Regions from separate parts of the Ovis aries genome. Here region 2 is linked to region 1. Evidence: chromatin contacts called from public Hi-C data. All regions are on one chromosome and are shown on one strand. Each heading gives the region's core, a stretch centred on a gene start, on an enhancer-like site or on the middle of the called end of the contact. The rest is flanking DNA. Distances are from core to core; before and after follow the strand shown. Region 1 overlaps NIN (ninein). Region 2 holds the start of NIN (ninein).

What was found. Hi-C and Micro-C count contacts between places; a contact is called where the count stands out from the background.
Region 2: a Hi-C map of blood shows a contact between it and region 1, with 2.4 times the contacts expected there. The contact joins the promoter of NIN here to the enhancer-like site in region 1. A contact is called at or near these places in 2 of 16 Hi-C or Micro-C datasets (both in blood).

The regions. Positions count from the first base shown.
Region 1 is chr7:41,878,772-41,886,122 of ARS-UI_Ramb_v3.0, forward strand. NIN (ninein) reads right to left here. Exons shown (of 32, transcript XM_042252313.2): 7 at 3,511-3,550; 8 at 1,846-2,036. Among named protein-coding and RNA genes, the nearest start is that of NIN, 50 kb to the right of the region's middle. Within about 2 kb of position 3,135, at least 8 of the 54 cell types and tissues checked have an H3K27ac peak or open chromatin away from gene starts, as enhancers often do.
Region 2 is chr7:41,929,448-41,936,798 of ARS-UI_Ramb_v3.0, forward strand. NIN (ninein) reads right to left here and starts at 2,992. Exons shown (of 32, transcript XM_042252313.2): 1 at 2,831-2,992; 2 at 2,292-2,344.

The DNA of each region.
Region 1 (7,351 bases), core at 1,885-4,384:
TTGGGTCATATCTGGCCTCTAGACTTCCCAGGTGGCTCAGTGGTAGAGAATCCTCTTGCCAAGCAGAAGACCCAGGTTTGATCCCTAGAGAAGGAAATGGCAACCCACTCCAGTATTCTTGCCTGGAAATCCCCCAGACAGAGGAGCCTGGTGGGCTGCAGTTCACGGGGCTGCATGAGTCAGGCATGACTTGGCAACTAAACAACAAGGGTGATGGTTCGTCTTCACTGCCCTACAGCCATGTTGGCTTCTAGAAGGCAGGGCACTAGCTTCAGCTATAAGACAGTCAATCCAGTTTCCCTTCATGCTGATGGCAACATGCAGCAGTGACCTCTTTCTTTATCTATAAAATGTGGGGTGACTAAATCTAAAATTGCTTTCAGTTGTAAAATTCTAGGATTCCAAGCTGTGTGTTAGTGAGATCATCATGAACTTTCAGCTCCGCTGTGGTCTAGAGCTAATAATACAAAAGCACTATAGTATTTCATGATTTTGGCAGGGAGGAAAAACACTAAATAAAAGCTACATTCAATTAGCAATCCTTCACTCATCCTCACAGCAGAGGAGAATAAATGTGCTGCTTCTTTTCCTGGATTCTGGAAACTCCACCACAGAAGAAAATGCAACTCCCCATAAACAGCTACAGTTTATTCCAAGATTTGTTCTTAGATAAATAATCCAAGTTTGTGCAATATTCCTTGGCAAAAACAACCCAAGGTTCTGTACACTGCACTGGTTTATAATTTAAGAGGACGAATTTAATTTTATGACTCAACAGTCACCACTGATAAATAAATGACTCTGGAGCCATTAAAAGGTAGTCAGAGAGTGTGCAATGGTCACATACACATGGGAGGAGGAGGTGGAACTTTTCTGCAAGCTAGGCTACTTGGAAGCTTTTGATAATAAATCTCATTCTGGTTTAGGAAAATAATACCACTTCTCCTCTGAGCAAGCAGATAACATGGTTTTGAATATCATTATAATCAAAGTTTCCCAAAGCTTGTACAACTGTAGCCCTAACCTCTAACTCCCTTCGATCCTTATTTTCAACTCTTTGAAAGACGTGTCTTGGAATTAATTACAATCTTTTGTTTCATGGCTGTTCATGCACCCGGTCCTGCCACCCCTCTTAATTTTTTAGAAAATGTGAAGTTGAGAATTTTACCAAGCAAGAGCATCGTGGGGGCTTCTTCAAGACTCTTTTGTTGTACGTTTTTAAAACCACCAACGTACCCTTTTCCATTTCCTCATGACCCAGATTATTGTGATGACTCCTGGCTGGTGTCCTAATCTATGGCTCTCTTTACACCAATATACCCCATAAAAGAAGTTCAGACCAGCCTTAGCAAGTAAGTTTTTCCAATGTATTATGTAATCTGCTAAAGAACTCTGGGGTGATATGGAGATTCTCTCTCCAAAGACTAAACTCATCAGCCTGGCCTTCAAAGTATTCCCGCAACTCAACCCTCCTGAACTCTCTGCCTTGTCCTGCCTCCACACCTTTCTCACCTCTGACTCTGTGAATGCCACACCTACAAACAGACTGACATCATGGCTACCCTGAGCTGGGGTCTGATAATGATGTGGGGTAACATGCTTAGCACAGTGAGGCACACACAGTTTGGGTTCAGTAATTATCAGCTATCGTCGGTTCTTTTTTTCCCATGACAAACATGAGGTCTTCAGAGACAGAAACTTGATGGCTGACTTGCCAGGGAAAAAAGAGAATGGAGTCTCTGTAACTTTCGGCAGGAAACCAAAACATGGCTGTCTCCAGCTTGTGGCCAGGTTAGCTTGTATCACGATTACTATCCCTGAATAAAAATACAACGCAACGCTCACCTCTCCATCGACATTCTGCAAACCATACTGCTCGCAGATGGAGACCAGCTTCTTTCGGTTTAGGTGACCATCACGAGTGATCCCCAAATCTTCACAAACCTCCTGCAGTTTCTCTTCTATCCAGTCTTGGGGAGCCAAAGACCCACTCTGTGAGGCTTTCAAGTCATCTGGGTTCCAAAATCTTAACTGGCCTAAAATAAAAGCATATATTATATTGTCCCTAAAAGAACTGCACAGAGAGAGCACCTATACTCAAAGAAAAATGTGCTTTTTGAAAATAAATGCTCTAAAAAAGAGATCACCAAGTGTTGATTTGATCCAGAAGTTCAAATGAAGTAGAACCATTGGTTCTTAGGCTGCAATGAAGGCCAACAGGCACTCTTTTGTTCACTGGCAGTTATACCCCTATAAGAAATATTCCGGTGCAGTCATGTCAAGGTTCTAGGTTTGTTCTATTTCAAAGAAAAATGTGCACAGGCTTAGGCTTTGGTGTGACTGAAAGAGAAGGCTGGTTGAGAGCCATTCTAAAGAGCTTTATACATCCTACCTCAACTATAGCTACCGGACTTTATTATCTCTACTCTCTTTCTAGTCTAAGCACTGTTTTACTGAAAAGGAAATAATTTCATGGTAAATATCATTAAGTAATGATAACAGTCTCAAGAGTAGCCTGTTTCTAAATCTTTACACATGACTATTCTAAGCAACCTAACTTAAAAAAATCAATGGTTGCAAGTCATTATCTGTGCATTAAGGAGAGTGGATTCCCTGGTGGCTCAGTGGGTAACAAATCTGCCTGCAATGCACGAGACCTGGGTTTGATCCTTGGCTCAAGAAGATCTCCTGGAGAAGAGAATGGCTGCCCACTCCAGTATTCTAACCTGGAGAATTTCATGAACAGAGGAGCCTGGTGGGCTTCCATGGGGTCGCAAAGAGTCAGACACAATTGAGTGACTAAGCACATATTAAGGATAAGTTCTATTTGAGGATACAAGGATCAGCCTACTTATTTAAAAATAAATACTTTTTCTCTATGAAAAGTTCCCACTTCTAGTTAAGATTTCTACTTTCACATTAGAGATTCTGTCATTACTTAAACATGAGCTAATTATTGGCATGATACTGTGTGTCTCCAAGAAACTTGGAGGTTGAGAAGAGTATTTAGTGCTACCCTTAATATTTATTAAGGACATTAAGCCCATTACTGCTGTGTCTTTACAGGTTGGAGACCTAGAGAATTTGTAATTACACCGAAGTACAGCTAATCCACGGTAGGCTGTGAAGTGGGTAGAGATCTGTCAGCTGAACCACAGTGCCATCTGCTGGTGAGGAGATCACCATGAAACCTGTCGAGGGATGCATTTAATCAGTAAATCATTTAGGATGGTTTATAGATTACTGTGAAAGTCTATGTAAGACAGTAATTAACTCATAAGTGAAATTCCACATCTCAGTTGCCATATCTTGCATGATGTTAAGTCCAATGACTTAAAACTATGAGGTATCAATTGGGAGTGAATTTTTTTGTGGCTGCTGTACTTCAGGTTGCTTCTTAGCTGGCCTCCAGCAGGTAGGGCTATAGGAAGATGGGAAGGGGTTGTGGAGAACGCCCTGTGAATGCAGCCCTTCCCTCCCAGGCCGGCCCGGCACACCCTCAGTTCCTACCTTCTGCTTCATACTCCTCACTGCGCTGCGCCTTCCAGTGCTAGGGGAGGCAAGAGGAGGAGGTTAGTGTGCTTCAGAACCAAGCCTGCTCTTCCAAGACCAGATCACTCTCTGGCTCTGATGTCATCATCTGAGTAAGTCACATGATTCAGGACCCGCTAGCATTTATCCAGGCAGGCTCTCCTCAATCAGCGAGCCAGCAGAGAGCAGGTGAGTAAGAAATACCACGCAGCCTTCTGCAGCATCTCACCAAGGATTTGCCCTGTGAGCTGATGTCACTTATTCAATAGCAAAACCTAGCACAGCCAATAAAATCAGGCCAAAGCCAATATTCAGAATCCACCACCTGAGAAGAGTTTATACACATGCGTTTATGAGTTTGTTCTTCAGTAAATGTTTAGTAAGTGTGAGGTATCATGCTACATCGTTGGAAAACAACCATGAACAGGACAAGCACAGTTCTTCTCTCATGAGGTTTATATGCTGACAAAGTCGGGCAGACAAGAAAACAGAAACAATACTGTAGTGTATTAAGTGCTGTTATGGAGGAGTTCAAGAATGGGTACCTAATTAGGGTATCCATCAGCCTCGGAAGTTCAGGGTAGACTTCCTGAAAGAAGCAAGCTCTGACTGAGACTTGAGGGGTAAGCTGGAGATAGCCAAGTGGAAAGATAGGAGCAGACTGTTTGCTGACCCATGAGACAAGAATGAGACAGGTGTGTTTGTGGCACAATGAGGAGACAGAGGTGCAGCCCCAAACAAGTAGGCTAGAAAGCTCAAGTTAAAATGTACATTATCAGTGAATTACTACATTAAAAACAGTGAAACTGATCTGCACTGGATCATTTTGCCCCTTATCATGCTATGTTCTACTGAGTCTTTTCCAAGTCACAGCATACAGGTGTAGTTTGTATATTGCACAAAAGCACCCAGCCCAGGGCACCCGTCAGAATCAAAATTCAGCCCTCGCTCCATGAGCCAAGCATGGCACAAATCTGCTTCCAACCAGTGGCCGTGAGTAGGTACACAGTGATCTTTGACCTCATCAGCAAGGTTCCTAATTACTCTTGTTAGGAGGTTCTACAACCACCGCAGTCAGGTAACCCTGTTAAGAAAAGTGTATCCCCCTTTTAAAACCTCCTGCTGTCTCAGCAAAGATCCAGCTTTATGAATGAAGAAGCTACCTTTGATAACTGATGCAAAGAGAAGACTCATTGGAAAAGACTCTGATGCTAGGAAAGACTGAAGGCAAAAGGAGAAGGGTGCAGCAGAGAATGAGATGATTAGACAGCATCACCAACTCAATGGACATGAATTTGCGCAAACTCCATAGTGGAGGACAGAGGAACCTGGCGTGCTGCAGTCCCTGAGGTCGCAAAGAGTCAGACACGACTTAGTGACTGAACAGCCTTTGACAACACATAAATAACCAGTCCACTCTCCTTGGTGGCCGAACTGTGCAAGGGGAACTTTTTTCTTAGATTCTTGAAATGAACTCAACAGGGAAACAAACCTAATTAACTCTCATCTCCAGAGCTTGGATCCCTCATGGCAGACAGTGCACAATCTAAAATTCTTCAGTTAAACGTTGATTTCTTTTAGTAACTTGTTCAAGTTGATACGAGTTGAAGTTCCTACAGCTAACCTAGGCACATCTATTTTGTTCCTCTCTTCTTAATTGAAGGATAACCATCTACCAGGATTTCACAGCTCCATATTTCACTCAGAAAGATACTGCATAGAGCACCGATTCAAAGAGCTCACCAAGATTCGCCACACTAACCTGAAACCCCAAACTGACAGTGCTGAGATAAGTTATCCTTGCCATAGAGAGACATTCAAAGGCTATAACTCAAAATATAAAAGCTCACTACAACTCACAGATTACAACTCAAAGTCACTAAAACGGATGATAAGTATAGGGACTGTGGCACAATGTGATTTTTACTTGATTGTGATTACAATTTTATTGGCCCACATTTCCACACCACAAATCTGACGAATGGGTGATGTGTTGGGGATTGGGGAGGGAGCAATGGAGGAAATAGACCTCCATAGATTTTTCTTACACTGTTGTTTCTAGGCAGAATTCAATTGTTTTTATTTGTAAAGTATACATTTTTATGCCTCCTAATAAAAGCATCCTGCCTGTCTATCCCTCCACATTTATTTCCTCAACCAACAGAGCAAATGCTCATATTATTGCAGCACCCAAAATGGTGAAAATTCATCATTCAGCATGTAAGTTGGAAACACCCTAAAATGAAATCCATTCAGTCCACCTGAAAAAAATACAGTAGGTTGCTGTGATCTAAGAACCATCAGTCAAAATAAAACCTATCGAATCACATGCAGGGGATGATTTTTTAACAGCAGAAATGAAATGAGACATGGCAGAATAGGTACCACTGGACAAGCCGCTGCCGGGACAATAGTTGGAAAAATGCAAACACACCCCTTCAAAAAATGCTCTGCAACAATTCCTAACACAACACGGTGTGTGTCTTGCTATAGAAAAATGTATTTCTTCCATTTTCTCACTTCTCAACTCATTAAAAATAGTGAACAATTAATTAGTTCAGAGGAGCAAGAGGCTTCAGTGTACTATTTCCAAAATCTCATGAATCTATGCAACTGGGTGCCTCATCTGATTCCCGCTTCCCTGCCACCCCTCCTCCCCGATTCTCACATCTGACTATTGAGGGTGGGAATCAGACTGTCACCTGGCTCTGAACCCAGGCTTACCTACTGGGTTTGAGCTTGAACACATTTCTTAATCTCTTTTGCCTCAGTTTCTCCATCTATAAAATGGGAATAAAGTAGTACATATTTCACAGAGCTGGGTAAAAATGCCTAGAACTGTGCCTGGCACTAAATAAGTAAACAAAATTTGATATTATTTTTCTTCTCACTACATGTGTTTATGTAGTACATGTTTAATTTATATTTGCCGTTTCTTTTCATTACCATGTTTAAACTTAAAGAATTAATTTGATTTCCCTTGGGAGGTACTGGTTATTTATAAAAATTTGTAAGAAAAATGCCAAGTCTCCAGCAGATATGCAAGGAATACAGACAATTCACATAAGAGGCAACCCAATTAAATATGGGGAAAGGTTCATTTCAGTAGCATTCAGAGATACATAAATTAAAACCAAGCAATCATTTTGTTGCCACTAAATTAGCCAAGTATTTAAGATATGATTCCTATTACCAACGGGTTATGATTTAAAATAGGCCTGTTTGGGAAAGAAAATAAAACAGACCTATTAATGTTATTGGAAACAATACAAATGGATATTACTTTTTAGTAAAGGAAATGACTTTATGTATCAAAAGCCATGAAAATGTTCATGCATTCTGATCCCATATGATTTCTGATGGTAAAAGTATTGAAAACAATTTAAAAACAGTGGGGCATAAAGTATAATAACACATCATAATATAGTCATTATATAAACCATGTTGGAGCATGAAATACATCTGATGAAATGTTAAATGAAAGACCACAACAAAAATGCCATCAACACGAGGCCACTGGAAAAAAAAAAATTCATACAATTAGACAAAGACTGGAAGGAAACAGAGACAATAAATATATATTTAGTTGAGGCGATGTGGGAAACAATTTCATTTCCTTTACTGTTATAAATGTTGTTTATACCATATAAATAGGTACAACTTCACTACTTCTTTTGCCTACCTGCCCTCGGATTCTCACTGAATGAATTCCCTGTGAGCTGGGGGCAGGGGAAAGGGAAACTTCTGCCCCCTGGGTATGTACCACTCTGCTAGTCAGCAAGGTCCTCCTGCACAATGACTTGTGATCAAGAGAACAGGC
Region 2 (7,351 bases), core at 1,742-4,241, 51 kb after region 1:
CTTAATTTAGAATGTCTGCAGCTCTGACTATGGCTCCCTGGAGTATAGCCTCAGTTTGTTCTTGTCTTCTCATATCTATAAACAATATTTTCCTAGCTTTGTTTTTTAAGTGAGCATTACATCATAAATAGTTTATAATTTTTCCATCTAAAAGCTTGAACAAATGGTTAATTGCTGATATGCACTGCGATAAAAAAGTGTCCTGATTTCAAATAAAGTTGCTCACTAGCATATTCCCATCTTTCAAATTTATTTTATTTGTGAATAGGACAAAAATATCTTCTTGCAAGCTTCAGTAAATCTCTCCACAAGCCCCTGCCCAACAGATGTAAGTTCAATAGCCAGAATTCAAACGACATAATTTATTGGCTTACAAATGAATTGACATCTGTAAAAATAAACCTCCTGAAAAGGCTTCAGGCTGTTTGAATCATTCTAAAATGCTCTAAATATGCCAACCCTCTATCAATATAAGACTGATAAAATGTATTTTCATTATCAACGTAAAACAGAAGCATCAAGATTGGTGAAATGTTAGTTTAGAAAGTCATTTGCAGTGACATTTAAAACAATTTATTTGAACAACATTTGACTTATAATAAAAATGTTGCCTATTAAGACTGGCTGTTCAAAATTCATTGGAGCCCTATTCTCCGCCTCTGTGACAGTTAACATCTTTTGATATTAAGGCTCATCACATATCTAAAATGAAAGAAGAACAAGAAAAAAGACACCCATGGCATTCTGAGCAAGGGCCTATAAAAATGACTGATTCTGACATTTGACTGCAAAGACCATGCCTGTAATGGCCCCCTATAAAGCCTCTTCCTGCCTTGGCAATACCTTTGCTGATGTCCAACCTATCTGGAACATCTGTAAACTCCTACCCTTTATCTACACTGCAATTCAGAATGCTTTCCTCTAAGGAATCACTAGAAACCAGCTGAAAATAAACAAATCTGCCAAGAAACTCCCCAGCAGTTCACTTCACCTCTCTGAGGACACTGACAACAGCTGAGGAGGCCACAATAAACGGTTTTGTCAGCCAGCCTGTCATGTCACTGTTACAAACAGTCTGGGAATTTTCACAGCCCTCTTCAACTCCAGAGCAAAACCTGCCAGTATTTCAGGTCAATTACCAACACGCTAGCCACCAAAGAAGACTCAAAATTAAACTGACACTGAAACAAACAAACACGTCCTTGCAGACTGTCAAGCCTCAGGAAACAAGTAAACATATAAACTTATGTTAATATATTTTAGGGGTCTGGATTGAGAACCCTCCCTGGTTTCAGAAGCTTAGCCTGAGTGCCTCTGTGGACTTTATTGGGATTCTAATCCTAAAAAAGCTATCACCTCAGTCACAACAGACAGTGACGGTGATTCATTTTGATTTCACAAATCCAGGAGTTAATTTCTATGACAAGCTTATGTCTGGAGTCCCTCAACACCAGGAAGGGATCTGCCCCAGTCAAGTAAAGATCACATAATAGCTAAGCTGTCTTGAAACAAGGTACACAGTAGCACAATCTTTCCAGCTCCCAATTCATTTACACTTAAGCTTTGGTTTGTCAGGGTTGAGGCTGGGAAATCGCCCCTTCCTATCTCTGTCTCTTTCAACTTCACAGAAAGAGCTTTCAGCAGTAAACTGTCTCCACCAGGCTTGTCCTTTTGTCAGGGACCGGTTTGGTAGCTGCAGAACCCTGGAACCCTGGAAGCTTCTCCGGCTACGCTCCACACTTCATTCCGTGGGTCTGGCGGTCAAGGGGTTCAGGCAATAAACCGAGCGTCATTTTGTTCTCCCCGTTTTCTTAGCAGTCGCACGGGGAAGTCTTTCTCTATGCACTGATCACCCACACCTTCTAAAATTCCCACTTTACTAAACAGCTCTCCGCGACTCAGTCCAGACTAACACCTCGGGGTCCCCCAGGCAGGTTTCCCTTCAATTTCTCAGTCACAGTGCTGTCTGGGTGGCACAAGGCAACAGAACCACCACCCTTTCTGCTCCCTCCAGGATTCAAGTCCGGTCCTGGACCTGCACACAGTAGCCGCTTTCAGTCGGCGGTGCGGGCGGGGACCCTGCGGGGTGCGGAGGTGCCCAGCCCCGGCTGAGCTGCGGTGCCGGCGCAGGGCGAGGCGAGGGCGGAGCGCGGGTGCGCCGCCCAGGTGCCCCGCAACTCGTGATGCAGATGCGCCCCCGACCCGCCTGCCTATCGCTACCCCCGGACACCTCGGGCACCCCATTGTGTCTCGAAGCAGCAGCTCCCTCGGCCCCCGCCGTCCTCGCTTACCTTCTGTCGGCCTCTCCGTTGCGCTCGCACAGCCGGCCGCTGCCTCCAGTGCTCTGCAAAGCGGGGAGGGACGCTTTGTTAGGGCTCCAGAAGCCGGACAATACTTCGCAGCCGGCGCCGGGGTTCCGGGCGGGCGTCCTTCAAAAGGACGCGAATGGGGACCAGCGCGAGCGTCATTTCCATATGTAAGGGGCCGGCACTCACAAAAGCGCGGCTCCGGGGGACTGCGGCGCGCGTCCTCCCCGCCCGCCGACCCGCCCCCGCCGCCCGCGCTCCGGCCCCTCCTCAGCCTCCCACGCCGCCCCCTCCCGCCCGGTTCTCCGCTGACGCCCGGGTCCGAGCCGGCCGCCTGGCCACGCGCTCCCTCGCGGCCGACAGCCACCCCCCGGCCGCAGCCCTGGGGGAGGATCCCCAGCCCGTCCCGATGCCGGGGCTGCCCGGGCGCGCAGGGCCCCGCCGCCGGCGCGGGGGCAGCACGAGGCCTCCAAGCCCCCCCAGGCCGCGGGACCGGGGTCCCCGGGAGCCGGCTGCGCGCTCACCGCGCCCCGGAGCTCAGGCGCCCGGCGCCGCCGCGGGTGCCATGGCCGCGGGGCACTCGGGACGCGGAGGCGGCGGCGGCAGCTGGGCGGCCGCACCCAGCGCGCTCGGCTCCGGGCTCTGCCGCGGCCACCCGAAGCCTCGGGCGGCGGGGAGGAAGGGCCAGGCCCGCGCGGGGAGGAGGAGCCAGGGCGACGCCGGCCCGGGCGCGACTCCTCCTCCGCGGCCCGCGCAGCTGGGGCCCTGGGGGCGGAGCGCTGGGCGCCGCCCGGGCCCTCTCGGAGTCAGCCCCCCACCCTCCTCCCCCGGGACCGCTCCTCGTGCGGCCGAAGCCGGGAGCAGCTCGGTCCCGATCGCTGGGGCGGTCGCCGCGGAGATGTGAACTCGGAAAGTCCGGGGAGGGGGAGGGTGTGGGGGAGGTCGGCGACCTGAAGTCGACCCTCTGCCCCTTCCTTCCTTCCGGAAACTCGTGCACACACCCCTCCGTGCCGAGCACGCCCGGCCAGCAAAGTCTCCGGGTCGGGGAAAGGGCCCGCCTCCAGCCCGTGGGACCGTGAGATGGGGATTCAGGTGCCTCTTTTGCCCCAGGCGGCCTTGGATCTCTCGGCCCTCGAGCGCCCATTGGCGGTCATTGGAAGAGGGTCCCCGGAGGCTGAAGAGCTCCAGGCTTGACCCTGAACCCTATCCAGTGAGTGCGACCCTTCTACCAGTCCAGACTGGCTTCCGCACCTGCCCACCATGTCCTTCTGTGGCTACATCCAGCCCTCTGCCACTAGCCACACCGGAGGGAAACTCCTTGGAGTCGGAAATCCTCAGGCCTGTGACTGCGCGGTATTTACCCCCTCCTCCCTCCTCCCCTTACTCCACCGGGTCCCCCAGAGTCTCAGCTTCTCACTTCCCGCGTCTCTACACTTCTGATCTGGAGGCAGACCCGACTCTGGGCCGTGGGCCGGAGGTGACACCGCTTTTCTCTCAGGGCTGCAGAGTTCAATGCGTTGCTCTTGAAGAAGGAGCCGCCTGATTTAGCATAACCCACCAGCTTAGTTATTTCAGCTGGAAACTAGAGAATGTTCCCTTGCTACTGAAGGAACAAGGGGTAGACAGGAAGAAACTAGCATTTTCTGAGAATCCAGTCTGCTGGAAACTTGACAGGAATGATTTTATCGAATCCTCACAGCACCTTTAGGAGCCAAATCTTATTCCATCCATTTGCAAATGAGGGAACCAGGCCTCAGAGAAGTTAAGGAGCTTGCTCAGGACCACACAGCTAGTTGGCACAGCTAGGCTTCAGAACCAGATCACATTTGTGACAAAATTGCACAGAACTAAATATTCACTCACAGGAAGAAGTGAGCATAAAACTGGTGGCATTTGAATAAAGCCCTAGGATTGTTTGGATGTCATTTTGCAGGTTGTGACATTATATTACAATTATGCAAAATGTTATCTTTGGGGAGAATTGGGGAAAAGGTCTATAAGGAACCTCTCTGTATTATTTCTTACAACTCAATATGAATTGACAGGTAACTGAAAATAAAGTTTGGGGTTTGTTTGTTTTATGCAGATCAGCTTCATTTTATAAACCAAATGCTATTCCCTCAACACATGGAACTGGAGAATAAGAAAAAGGAGAGGTTCATGCTCCTCTCTCCCCACTCTTTAATAGTCTTGTGCAAACATGCACGCACACACGCACACACACACACACACACTCACACACTCATCTACTTTATGCATGGCTGTTCAGTCCAGTAATAATTATACAACATACATACGCACTGCCTGTTATGGGAGGACTAACCTGTTACCAGAATCCTTACATAAATGTCATGTTATAAATAAGAGAATATGTTCCCTGGGGACTAAAACAGCCAACAGTCCTAGAAGGTGAGAATAAAGAGTTTTTTGGTTTTTGGTTTTTTTCCCAGAATGAAATATGCCATTTGCAGCAACATGAATGGACCTAGGGATTATCATACTAAGTGAAGTAAGTCAGAAAGAGAAAGACAAATACCGTATAATATCATTTATATGTGGAACCTAAAATAAGACACAAATGAACATACCTGTGAAACAGAGACAACCTCACAGGCATAGAGAACAGACTAGTGGTTACGAAGGGGGAGGAGGGTGGATGAGGGAAGGAGTGGGAGATTGGGATTAACAGATGCAAACTAATATATATAGGATGGATACACAACAAGGTCCTAAGTATAGCACATGAACTATATTAAATATCCTGTGATAAACCATAATGAAAAAGAATATATATATACATATGTAACATATATGTGTGTATGTATAACTGAATCTCTTTGCTCTACAGCAGAACTTAACATTGTAAATCAACTATGCGATAAAACAAGATTTTTTAAAGTTTTTTTTTTCCTTGTTTCATCTAGTTTCTGCCATGAGAGTCTCACCATACAAGTTCTCTCCCCAGGCATCACTTTTTTTTTTTTTTTCCAGGCCCCACTTTTTAACTTGCAAGAATCCTTAAGGATGAGATTGTCATTCATTTCCAGCAGTGATTCTTGGGGTTGAGGAGATGTCCCCTATGGAGAAAACTCAGAATTGGCGGGGATTGTGTCATTTCAAAACCACAATATACTGTTTCACAAGGGGAGTAAGTGGAGTGGAGTTAATGCTGAAAATTACACACAATCCTCCTTCGGCACAAAGGAGGGGAAAGTGTGCAGCATGGCTACTTCATGGTGTAGCTTTGCAATAACAGTCCTGCCAATGAAGATCATTTAATAAAGTGTGCCTGCAATTTAGGTTGCACAGGGTGAAAGGTTAGTCTTGGTCCAGACTGAGTCACTGGAAGAAAGCAGGGAATTACCTTAGAAGCTATCACTTGAGATTTTCTCTGTTAAACAAAAAATAAAGATAACAGCAGAAATAGTGGCCAAGCATCAACTCTACATTATATGCAATGTAAGAAAAAAATTAAAAGAAATGTAAATGTTTACCCATAGTTAATACCCTTCACAAACCACATTCCTTATCTCTTGCAGTTTATCTGCCACTGATATCAGCTCTCACTTTAAGAAGAGCCTTGTTCAGGGACCTAGTGTCCTTAAAGGTTTTGTAGTCGACACTTCCCAATGGCTTTCTGCTACATTTTCCAGTACTGGATTGGCTTTCTTAGATTGTTAAAAAGCTGTAAAAAGTTAACTAAAAAATAGTCCAGGGAAAAGAAAGTTATTCTTTGTGTCTTCCTGCAGTAACTCTGTAATGATTAATTTAGAGTCAAGATAACAGAAGTTAATTTAAAAAGGGAGTGAGGGTGGGAGATTCAAATTTCGTAAATGTCCTGGAATCTGCAGAGTTATCTTTCTCTGATTAAGGAAAGGCTACAGCTCTAACCAAACTGTGTACTCTCCCTTAAAGTCATAGTTGGCTTTATGTTATTTCATAATTGCAGAATAGTAAAAAAAACAAACAAAAAACCTAAACTAAAACTCTCTTGCCACTCTGTGGTAACTCCCAGCTCCTTCTATACTTAGTGTCTTTCTTATTTCTCTGATGGTTTGAACTAATCAGGACAGTGTTTGTGTAAGCAGCAGAGCTGCATCAAGGAGGGCCAAACACATAAAGCAGATTATTGGTAATAATCCAACCCAGGGACTGTCTGGGTGAAAAGGACATCACCCTCTCCCCAAAGGCCTAAGGAAATGGATGGTGAAAGGAGGAAGGGGAAAATCTGGGTTCCAGACTTACAAGTCAAAGACCACGAGTTTGCATGACAAAATATTGATGGTAAGAACCCAAGAATATGCCAGCAAGAAACAGATACACAGAAGAGGGATGGGAAAGAGACAGAAAGCAAACAGATTTACATTTACATTTCCTAATTTGTACATTAGGAATTAGGATGCCCTTTATCTTCCCTCATTCAGCAAAAATAACTCATTTTTAATTGGAGGACAATTGCTTTACAATATTGTGGTGTTGTGTTTCGGCCATATGACAGTGTGAATCAGCCAGAAGTATACATATACCCTCTCTCTCTTGAGCCTTCCTGCCACCCCACCTACCTGCCTCACCCCTCTAAGTTGTCACAGAGGACTCTGTTGAGCTTCTTGTGTTATACAGCAACTTCCCATTACTTATCTACTTTTACGTATGGTAATGTATATGATTCAATGTTACTCTCTCAATTCATCCCACACTCTCTTTTCCCCACTGTGTCCACAAATCTGTTCTTTATGTCTGTGTTTCCATTGCTGCCCTGCAAATAAATTAGTTCATTAGTACCATTTTTCTAGACTCCATATATGTGTGTGAATATATGACATTTGTTTTTGTTTTTGTTTACTTACTTCACTCTGTATAACAGGCTCTAGGTTCATCCACCTCAGTTTAAATGAGTCAAATTCGTTTCTTTTTGTGGCTGAGTAATATTCCAATGTATGTATATATGTAGCACAACTTCTTTATCCATTCATTTGTCAGTGAACATCTAGGTTGCTTCCATGTCCTGGCTATTGTAAAGATTATTTTTTTTAAAGTAAGCTTTA